Regions from separate parts of the Sus scrofa genome. Here all the other regions are linked to region 1. A link is a contact called in public Hi-C data. All regions are on one chromosome and are shown on one strand. The core of a region is the stretch at or near the end of the contact, and the rest is flanking DNA. Distances in the headings are between cores, read along the strand shown. Region 1 holds the start of INSR (insulin receptor). Region 2 overlaps INSR (insulin receptor). Region 3 overlaps INSR (insulin receptor).

What was found. A called contact is a pair of places that touch in the nucleus more often than the background predicts.
Region 2: a contact with region 1 is called in a Hi-C map of skeletal muscle, with 7 times the contacts expected there. The contact joins the enhancer-like site here to the promoter of INSR in region 1. A contact is called at or near these places in 3 of 5 promoter capture datasets (fetal liver, fetal skeletal muscle and liver), 31 of 47 Hi-C or Micro-C datasets (adipose tissue, alveolar macrophages, blood and 16 more) and 2 of 2 datasets of contacts at active chromatin or transcription factors (alveolar macrophages and skeletal muscle).
Region 3: a Hi-C map of skeletal muscle shows a contact between it and region 1, with 2.3 times the contacts expected there. The contact joins the enhancer-like site here to the promoter of INSR in region 1. A contact is called at or near these places in 1 of 5 promoter capture datasets (fetal skeletal muscle), 5 of 47 Hi-C or Micro-C datasets (epiblast stem cells, fetal heart ventricle, heart right ventricle and 1 more) and 1 of 2 datasets of contacts at active chromatin or transcription factors (skeletal muscle).

Annotation. Positions count from the first base shown.
Region 1 is chr2:71,795,864-71,798,669 of Sscrofa11.1, forward strand. INSR (insulin receptor) reads left to right here and starts at 1,346. Exons shown (of 21, transcript XM_021083942.1): 1 at 1,346-1,915. The coding sequence starts at 1,816.
Region 2 is chr2:71,870,250-71,872,949 of Sscrofa11.1, forward strand. The region is part of intron 2 of INSR (insulin receptor); the gene reads left to right. Among named protein-coding and RNA genes, the nearest start is that of INSR, 74 kb to the left of the region's middle. Within about 2 kb of position 1,357, at least 48 of the 83 cell types and tissues checked have an H3K27ac peak or open chromatin away from gene starts, as enhancers often do. A contact at or near this core is called in adipose tissue, alveolar macrophages, fetal liver and 5 more, where this site is marked.
Region 3 is chr2:71,903,964-71,906,663 of Sscrofa11.1, forward strand. The region is part of intron 10 of INSR (insulin receptor); the gene reads left to right. Among named protein-coding and RNA genes, the nearest start is that of INSR, 110 kb to the left of the region's middle. Within about 2 kb of position 1,343, at least 14 of the 83 cell types and tissues checked have an H3K27ac peak or open chromatin away from gene starts, as enhancers often do. A contact at or near this core is called in skeletal muscle, where this site is marked.

The sequences.
Region 1 (2,806 bases), core at 96-2,595:
CCTTCATGGGGAGGGGCCAACACACACAAAAATAAGGCAGCATTTCAAGAAGACACACTGGTGTGATGTAAGCAACAGCGATGAGAAAAAAAGGGAGGAGGTATGGGGGGGCAGCATTTGCAAAGCATGGTCAAGGAAGGTTCACGGGAAAAAAAAAAAAAGAGGAAGGTTCATGGGAGCTGAGAGGTGGAGCCAGACCTTGGAGGTTCAAGCAGGGGGACCAGCCAGGGTAAAGGCCTGGAGGCAGGAGTAGGTGTGGGTTAGAAGGACAGTGCAAACTTCTATTTGTTTAATAGAGAAAGAATGAACACGCTCAACCAAGAGTGATGCTGGTGGCTTTCTCGTGCTTCCCCCCGCCCCAGCAACTCCCCACATCTGCCACGCAGGTATTATTACAGGCATCTTCCTGGTGAGGCCAATCCAGAGAGCAGTTACTCATTGGAGACCACACTGGAAGTGAAGGCAGAGGGAGCCTGATTCCCACTCCATTAGGAACGTCCCCTCTCCCCTCTCCAGCAAGGTGCTTTGATCACTATCATACCGAATTCGTGAATGACTTTTGCCAGACATTCAAAACACACGTGGACTCTAGGTCTGTGTACTGAAAATTGGGTGTGTCTACCTGTGCTTTAGCCAAGATCTCCAGCGCCTGCTTTGTATTTTGTCGAGGTTCTGGACATCGCCTCAAGGGTCAGTTCTCCAACTTGAATCACAGGCCGAGCCGGAGAGTGCCTGCCCACTGAGTACTTTGAGCTCCTGGGGCGAGCTTGCACGTGGCTGTCCCCAGGGGCCTGGTGTGGGGCAGGGGCGAGCTCCCCGTAGGACAGCTGGGGCGCCCGCGCGCGCTCTGGGACCAGCTTCCCCGAGCAGGACGGGAACGAGGGCGAGGCGAGCGTAACATTTAAAGGAGTACCCAAAAACCGTGGAGCCAAGATAAATAATATTTTAATGCATTTTTTTTAAACATCAAAACGAATCCTCCAAAGTCTACGGTGAACAAAATAGCAAAACGTTACTCGCGGGATAGGGCATCTGCAGCGCCCCCAGGCTCTGAGACGAGAGTCGCGGGGCTGTACGGGGCGCTCCGGCTGGGCAGGGACCTGGGGCGCCCCCTCGGCTAGGGCGCGCCGGGGGCCTCCAGCGCGGGGCCCTCCTGCGCGGGGCCCAGGATAGGGAGGCTGGCTGGCGGGCGGGCGGGCGGGGTGGTGCCTCCGCCCCCCGGCCCGTCCTCCCTCCACCCCTCTCGGGCCTCTCCCCGGCGCCGAGTCCCTTCCGAGTCCGGATCCGCGCCGTCTTTTGCGGCGGCCCGCACGGGGCCCAGCTGACGGGCCGCGTTGTTTACGGGCCGAGCAGCCCTCGCTCCCGCCGCCCGCCCGCCACCCGCCAGCCCAGGTGCCCGCCCGCCTGTCCGCACGTCCGTTTGTCTGCGCGTCCGTTTGTTGGCGCGTCCGAAGACCTCAGCCCCCGAGCGCTCGGGGCCGAGAGCCGGGAGGCAGGGGCGCAGCGCGGGGCTCCGAGCCCTGAGATCGCGGGACGGGGCCCGGCCGCGGTGGCCCGGAGTCGGGGCCGCCTCCACCGGGCCGCGCCACCGGATTTGTAGCGGCAGAGGCCGCGCTCCCCTCCTGGGGCTGTTTCGAGGGCCCTCCCGGGGCTGTTTGAGGGCCCTCCCGGGCGGAGTCTGTGGCCAGTGGTCCGCCGGCGTAGAAGAGAAGGACGTGCGGCCCCAAGTGCCTCTCGGGCGGCCGCTTTGGAGCATGCACCCCGCGGGCCAGCGCCGCGCGCTCTGATCCTCCCGGACCCCGCGCTCCCACAGCTATGGGCGCTGGGGGCAGGCGGGGGGCGGCGGCCCTGCCGCTGCTGGTGGCCGTTGCCGCGCTGCTGGTGAGCGCCGCGGGCCACCTGTACCCTGGAGAGGGTGAGTCTGGGGGTCTGGGAGTGGGCGGGAAGCAGCGCGTTGGGGAGGGGACCCTTTGCCAAAATGGAACCCCCGCTGTGGCCTGAGAACCCTCCTCTGTGGGAGGGCTGGTAGCCGGGACAGTCGCTCCAGCTCCGCGGCGGGGAGGGGGGGCTCGGGAAGCCGCTGACCTTGGCCTTTGCCCGCCCGGGCTCGCAGCTCCACGCCCCGCGTGCGGGCACCGGGCTGGAGGAACCTTGCCCCAGTGCCTGCCTCTCCGCGGGCCCCTCTGCGGAGCGCTCCTCGAACCCGTGCCTGGACCTCCAGGAGCCCAACTGGCTCCGGAGACGGCCACGCGTCCTCTCTGGGTCGCCTCCCAGAAGTGGAGGGTCACTGGATAGCCTCAGGCAGCCAAATGCCCGGGACGCACACGGTTTGGAGCCAGAGTGGAGAGTGACCGACTTGGGGTGGGGGGGCCCCTTGGGGGTCCCAGCTGGTAGGTGATGCGACCCAGGGCCGGTAATTGTAGCATCTACCCCTTTCTTCCTGGTGTCTGTAGACTCAGGGCTACTCCTGACTTCAGGTCCGTGTTTCCACTTTTGGGTTCTGTTTCCAGATGTCGGGAGGCAAACTCTAGCGCCTTGGCAACAGCACAGTTGCAGTGGCAGAATGGTGTTGCTTTTATGATTCTTCTGGTTAGTGTCACCAGATGCCTCTGGCTGGTGGGTATTACCTCCCTGGACCCCTGAAGCGAGCCCCTCGAGGCTGATACTGTTGTTAGTCCATTTCACAGAGGAATAAACTGAGGCTCAGGGAGGATACTAACTCCCTGGCCCCAAAGTCAGTGCCAGAGGGAGGACTTGAACCTCTCCAGTGACTCTGGCCCAAGGCTCTGTACTGCTGCCTATGCCC
Region 2 (2,700 bases), core at 107-2,606, 74 kb after region 1:
AGCCCACTGGGCGAGGCCAGGGATCAAACCTGCATCTTCATGGATTCTAGTCGGGTTCGCCAGTCTGTGGTTCTTTTTGTGAGTCCTGTGCACCTGCCCAAAGTGGAAACTTGGGAGTCATCCACGTGATAAGTCTTGATGACCTCACCTCCCTAACGGCTTCAGAAGCCAAGCCTCTTCCTCTCTGTTCCCTCTGCCATTGCCTTCTTCAGCCATCCACCAGAGAGTCAGAAAAGTGGCCCCAAATGTGGATCTGGTGGTGTCTTTTCTGGTTGAAGCCCTCCTGTGGCTCCTCCTGTGATGGCAGAGTCCAAGCCCCTAGGGTTCCCAAACGGTCCTGTCTGGCCTGATGTCCCACACCTTTTCCTCTGTACTTTGCCCTGTTTATAGTTAAAGGCAGCCCTGATGATTCACCCATTCTCACGTACTGACCCTCTCCAGCTGGGATAAAGGCAGTCACCTGATTCTCTCTCCAGCTGGGATAAAGGCAGTCACCTGATTCCCCTCACCATTTTTTTTTTCTTTCCTATGAGCTTTATTGTGCACCTACTGTGTGTTCATGGCACTGGGACACAGCCATATGACAGATGTAGTAAGAAGCCTCCCTTTCACAGGGCTTGTCCATCTCTCTTGTGCCTATGGGGAGAGTAGAGCTGGGATCTCTAGACGTTTTTGGCATCTCAGTGCCAGGAAGGGGCCAAATCCAAGTGGGCCAGGATGGGAAACACTATGAATTAAACCCACAGTGTAAGCCCAGCCTCTCTGGGAGACCTGGGTTCCAGTTTCTGCTGGCATTAGCAAAGCAATCCTTTTGTGCTTCAGTGTCTCCATCTGTAATGGAGATGGTTGTTTGAGTAATAGGGTTATTAATAAGAGCTTTATTAACCGATGTGGGTTGAATGTTGTATTCTGCAAACGGAATATACATTTTAAAGTGTATTTCTGCGGGGGAGAGGGAGGCGTTAGAGAATGTCCATTCGTATGCCTCGGTCTTGGAACTGGCAGTTTAGGTGGACTTTTTCAAATACAGGAGGAACGTTGGCTGCAGGGCACCCCGAAATGAAACCCTGTAAGTTTTCGTAAGAATGTAATTTATGAGTATGGTTCTTGGTATTCTGGGCGAGTGGTGGGTGGAACATTGAGGGTTGGGTCCAAGAGAACACGGTCTCCGGGTGCGGACTCTTCTCTTGCCACACCCCCTTCGCCCCCAATTTGGGAGATTTTGCTGTATGACCTTGGCGGGCAGCTGCCCCTCTCTGGGCTCCTCCCGAATGAGGCCTGGAGCCACGGTGCCCCTCGGCCGTCCCGGGCGCTGCCTGCCACGCGGTGACCTGATCTGGGCACACGCCCAGCTCCGCGCACGGCCCAAGCCGCCCGGTGTTTGCTGAGGAAGCCCGCACACTCGCTTTCTCCTTTACTTTAACTTCCAAAGCTCCATTCTTTGCGGGCCCGCCCTGCAAGGTCTGCACCCTCGAGAGGCCCTCCCGGGGCTCGGGGAGCGGACCGACCAGCGACGGTCAGGGATCCAGCGCCAGTCGGGCGAGCTGAGCCCCGCGCGCCCGGGGGCGGGGCCAGCGCCCCGGCAGCACGCCCGCCCATTGGCCGAGCGCGAGGGCGGCGCTGCGGCTGCCGCCACTGCCGGGCATGGATTTCACGGAGCGGAGCGCGCCACGGGCTTTGTGCTTCGCGGGCGCTGGTGGCTCGCGGGGGCGGGGCTTAGCCCGCCCTGGATCCACCTTTCTTGAACACGCACATAGATGCCTGAAACTGACCAATCCTGAGGCTGTTTTAGTGGGGGGCAGGGCCCTCTTCCCCGCCCCCTGGGGGGCTCCACCTCTATTCTGGCTGGCCTGAGCCGTATTTCCCCGAAGAGCTCCGCAACTCCAAACGCATCTGGGAAGAGAATCTGAACGCGCGCGGGGGCAGCATTATTGGGGAAGGAAAGGGGGAGCTTCCTTGCTTCAAAGATGTGAACTCCTGTGGTCGCCACTTCTTGGGGGGACCGCACTCTCAAAAGGGCGTCTGTGTACCACCTGTCAAAAGTTCACCCAGCCCCCCACCCCACCATTCAATCAACCATATTCCAAAGGGAGGAATTTCCCGACAATTTGCTGCCCGCGCCCCGGGGGCTCCGGGGACTCGAACCTACGTTGTCAGGGTTTGGGGCGGGTGCGGCCCAGAAAGTCTTTGGATGGAAACAGAGTAAATAATTTTAAGGAGTTTATAAAATTCACACTTTCAGGGAGAGCCACGGGGCCCTGTGGTGAATGTGTCTGCAGCCTCATGACGCAACTGTTCCCTTTGGAAATTTCTGGAAAGCAGTACTTTTTGGAATAATAAATCTTGAGGTTTTTTTTTTTTTTTTTTTAGCTACAGGCTTTGGAAAGGAATGTAGCAAAATGTTATTAACATATGTCGTGCTATGGAAACATTTAATAGGGGGTTTTGAAAAAAAGTTTTTTTACCATGTAGCTTTTTTACCATGTAGCTTCTTTTTACCATGTAGCTTTTTAATTGAGAAAGACCAAATTGATTTGAACTTTAAAAGGCAAAGAATCAAAAAGTGGCTGTATTTTGTAAGCATGTTATTTACCGGGCTGCACTGCCTTTGTTTCTATTTCAGCTAGTACTCTTACCTGTATATAAATTGGTAACTTAATTTTGATGTCTTTTGCAAGTTTACAGAAAAGTTAGAAGAAT
Region 3 (2,700 bases), core at 93-2,592, 110 kb after region 1:
GGGGTGGGACGGTCCTGTACCTTGTAGGATGTTGAGCAGCATCCCTGGCCTCCAGCCACTAGATGGCGATTAAGCACTGCCTAAATCTTACGGGTTCATGAATTTTTCCAGTAACCCACTGAAGCAGTTACTATCTCCTTCGCTGCCAACCCCCCCTTAGCCTGTGTTTTTTGCTGACTCTGCCCAGGTTTTTGAAGCAAACATGTGCTGTGGACTTTCAGCTGCCCCCCGCCCCAGACATCACCAGGTGGCTACCCAGAAATGTCCAATACAATTGGCTGTTTGCAAAGTGGATCACCCCCCCCCCCAAAAAAAAGTTTACATTGGGATAAAATAAGATTCTAAAACGAGTCTCGTCAAAGGCCTGGCTTAGCTCCTGGTAGATGTTTCCCCAGAATTATCAATATATAACATTTCTTCTTTTGTCGCTTGCATTCTTATCCCTGACCCTGAGTCCAGAAGAACACTAAATGGCCCAGCGCAGGCACTGAGCCAGTTACTGTTTTACCTGTTAAAACACTGCCAGACTTAAGAAAGGAGCTGAGTCAGCTGTGAGGTTTAAAGGTGGTCAACTGTGACATCTCACAGGAACCTCAGGTGCCCATGTCTCTGGGTGGGGGGTGTTTTCTCTGATCATCCCCCTACTCCCACTGCTGCCACCACACACACACCCGCTTGCTGTGTTCACCGCACCTGCTGGAGAGGATGTGGTTCAAGTGACGGGGAGAAAGTGGTCCATGGCCAAGGGCAAGGCGCCCTTGGGCTGCTGGCATAGAATGTGGCTACCAGAGTGTCAGAAGCAAGAGGTCTCTCCAAGTTCTGTCTGTCCTCAAAGCGGCTGGTTTTGTTTTTACAGAAAATCCTCTTCAGGCCCTGCTGCCGAGGACGCTAGGTATGACTCACCTGTGGGACGACCGAGTGGCCCCTGGTGGCCACACAGCACGGTGGCCCGTGGGCCAGCAAGCATGTTGTGCTCCCTTGAGACCTCAGGGGCTTCTGTGGTTTGATGCATGCATGGTGCTGGTCTGCGGAGATGGGATGCTTCACAAATCCACACGTTAAATGCCTTTACCCTGAAACGGGGTCTGGGCATGAACGTGGGGGGAAAACATCTTAACTAACACACTCTTACTAAAACATAGAACCAAGGGAATACTTTCTAGGCACCTCCTAGATGCCACCCATTTTCTTCCATGCATTTCACTCACGACATTTATTTATCGATGCCCACCGTGTGTGCAGAACTGTACCTGGCACCCAGCGTGGACACCACGCCCTGCAGGTGGTAGGGAAGGCTGATCTGGGAGCTGACCCTTTTTATTTGGGGCGACAAGTTCAGGACGACAGCTGTGAGAACAGGTGTGCCGAAACCCTGAATTATACTGACAGCAGTCACGGAGGCTCCCCTTTCACCTGTGTCTTAAAGGCCTGTCCAGGCGAGAGAGCTTGGGAACAGGCAAGAGGGCAGAAAGAATCCTGGAGTCTGGGGAGGAACCGAAGAGGAGACTGGAAAGGCGGGGTGGGGGGGAACCATGCGGAGGGATTTTATTCTTTCAGCGGAGGGTTTATTTATTTCAGGCCGTGTGCGGCCCGGATCTGCCCTCTACTGGCCGCGTGGAGTATAATCTGTAGTAAAGAAAGGTCTAGAAATTTGATCCAGGCAAGGGTTTCTCAGCCTCGGACCTTTTGCCATTTGGGGGCCATATCCTTCTCAGTTGTGGGGATTGGCCTGCATATTGTAGAATGTTGAGCGACACCTCTGGGTCTCTGACTCCTTGGAAGCCAGTAGCACACCGTCCCAACCAAAATTCCTTCCAGACAGGCCAGATGTGCCCTCAGTGGTAGGGTCGAGGGCAGAATCACTCCTGGTTGGAGAACCACTGGTCTAGTGGGATTATGAGATAATAAAATGCTGAATGCGTGGGAGAGATTAGTTGATGCTTTGTCGTGGGGGGTCTTTTATGACCAAGGAGTGGTCTTTGGGGGTAAAATCCTCCAGGTGTATGTATATTTGGTCTATTTGAGACCATTTATGTTTCCCTTTGTTGAGATCAGTTTCTCAGTAGTTACTCATGAGGCACAAGTGTCTCCATCGTTTTTGGAAGGCCTGTTTGTATGTGTATAGACACGTGCTGAATCTTGCTAATTCAAGGGGTGTAGCTTTGGTTTAATAGGTTTGGTTCCCATTCAAAAATGTCATTGGTCTTTTCAGACAAAAAGACCACAAAGAAAATCTTAGGACCCCCTAAATAGGATTTGATTTCTGACTACAGGGCAATAAAAACTAAAGATAAAGTCGGAAGTTTGAACAAAAGACTCTACTGCCTGGTGATTAAAAGCGAGCCACTTACATTATCTATTGGGTGAAAGTTGAAATGAAAACTGGTTAAAATCTACTTGGAATATAACAGAAATGTGAATATCACGTACCCTCACTTGTAGAATATGGCCAAAGCTGAACTTCATTGCAAATTATTAGACTTAAATGGTTTCGTAACCATTTAAGAAAAAAAAAAAAAAACTTAGAATGTAAAATATAATATTTTGGGGAGGGAGGGAAAAGTCAATATAGCTAAATTTTTGGTAAATATAATCAAAGGGAAATACCCACAAGTAACTAGAAGTAAAGAAAGTGACATAAAACTTGTAATATGTTGAATTTTCTAGATAACCATGAGCTATTCAATTGGAAACTTTCAG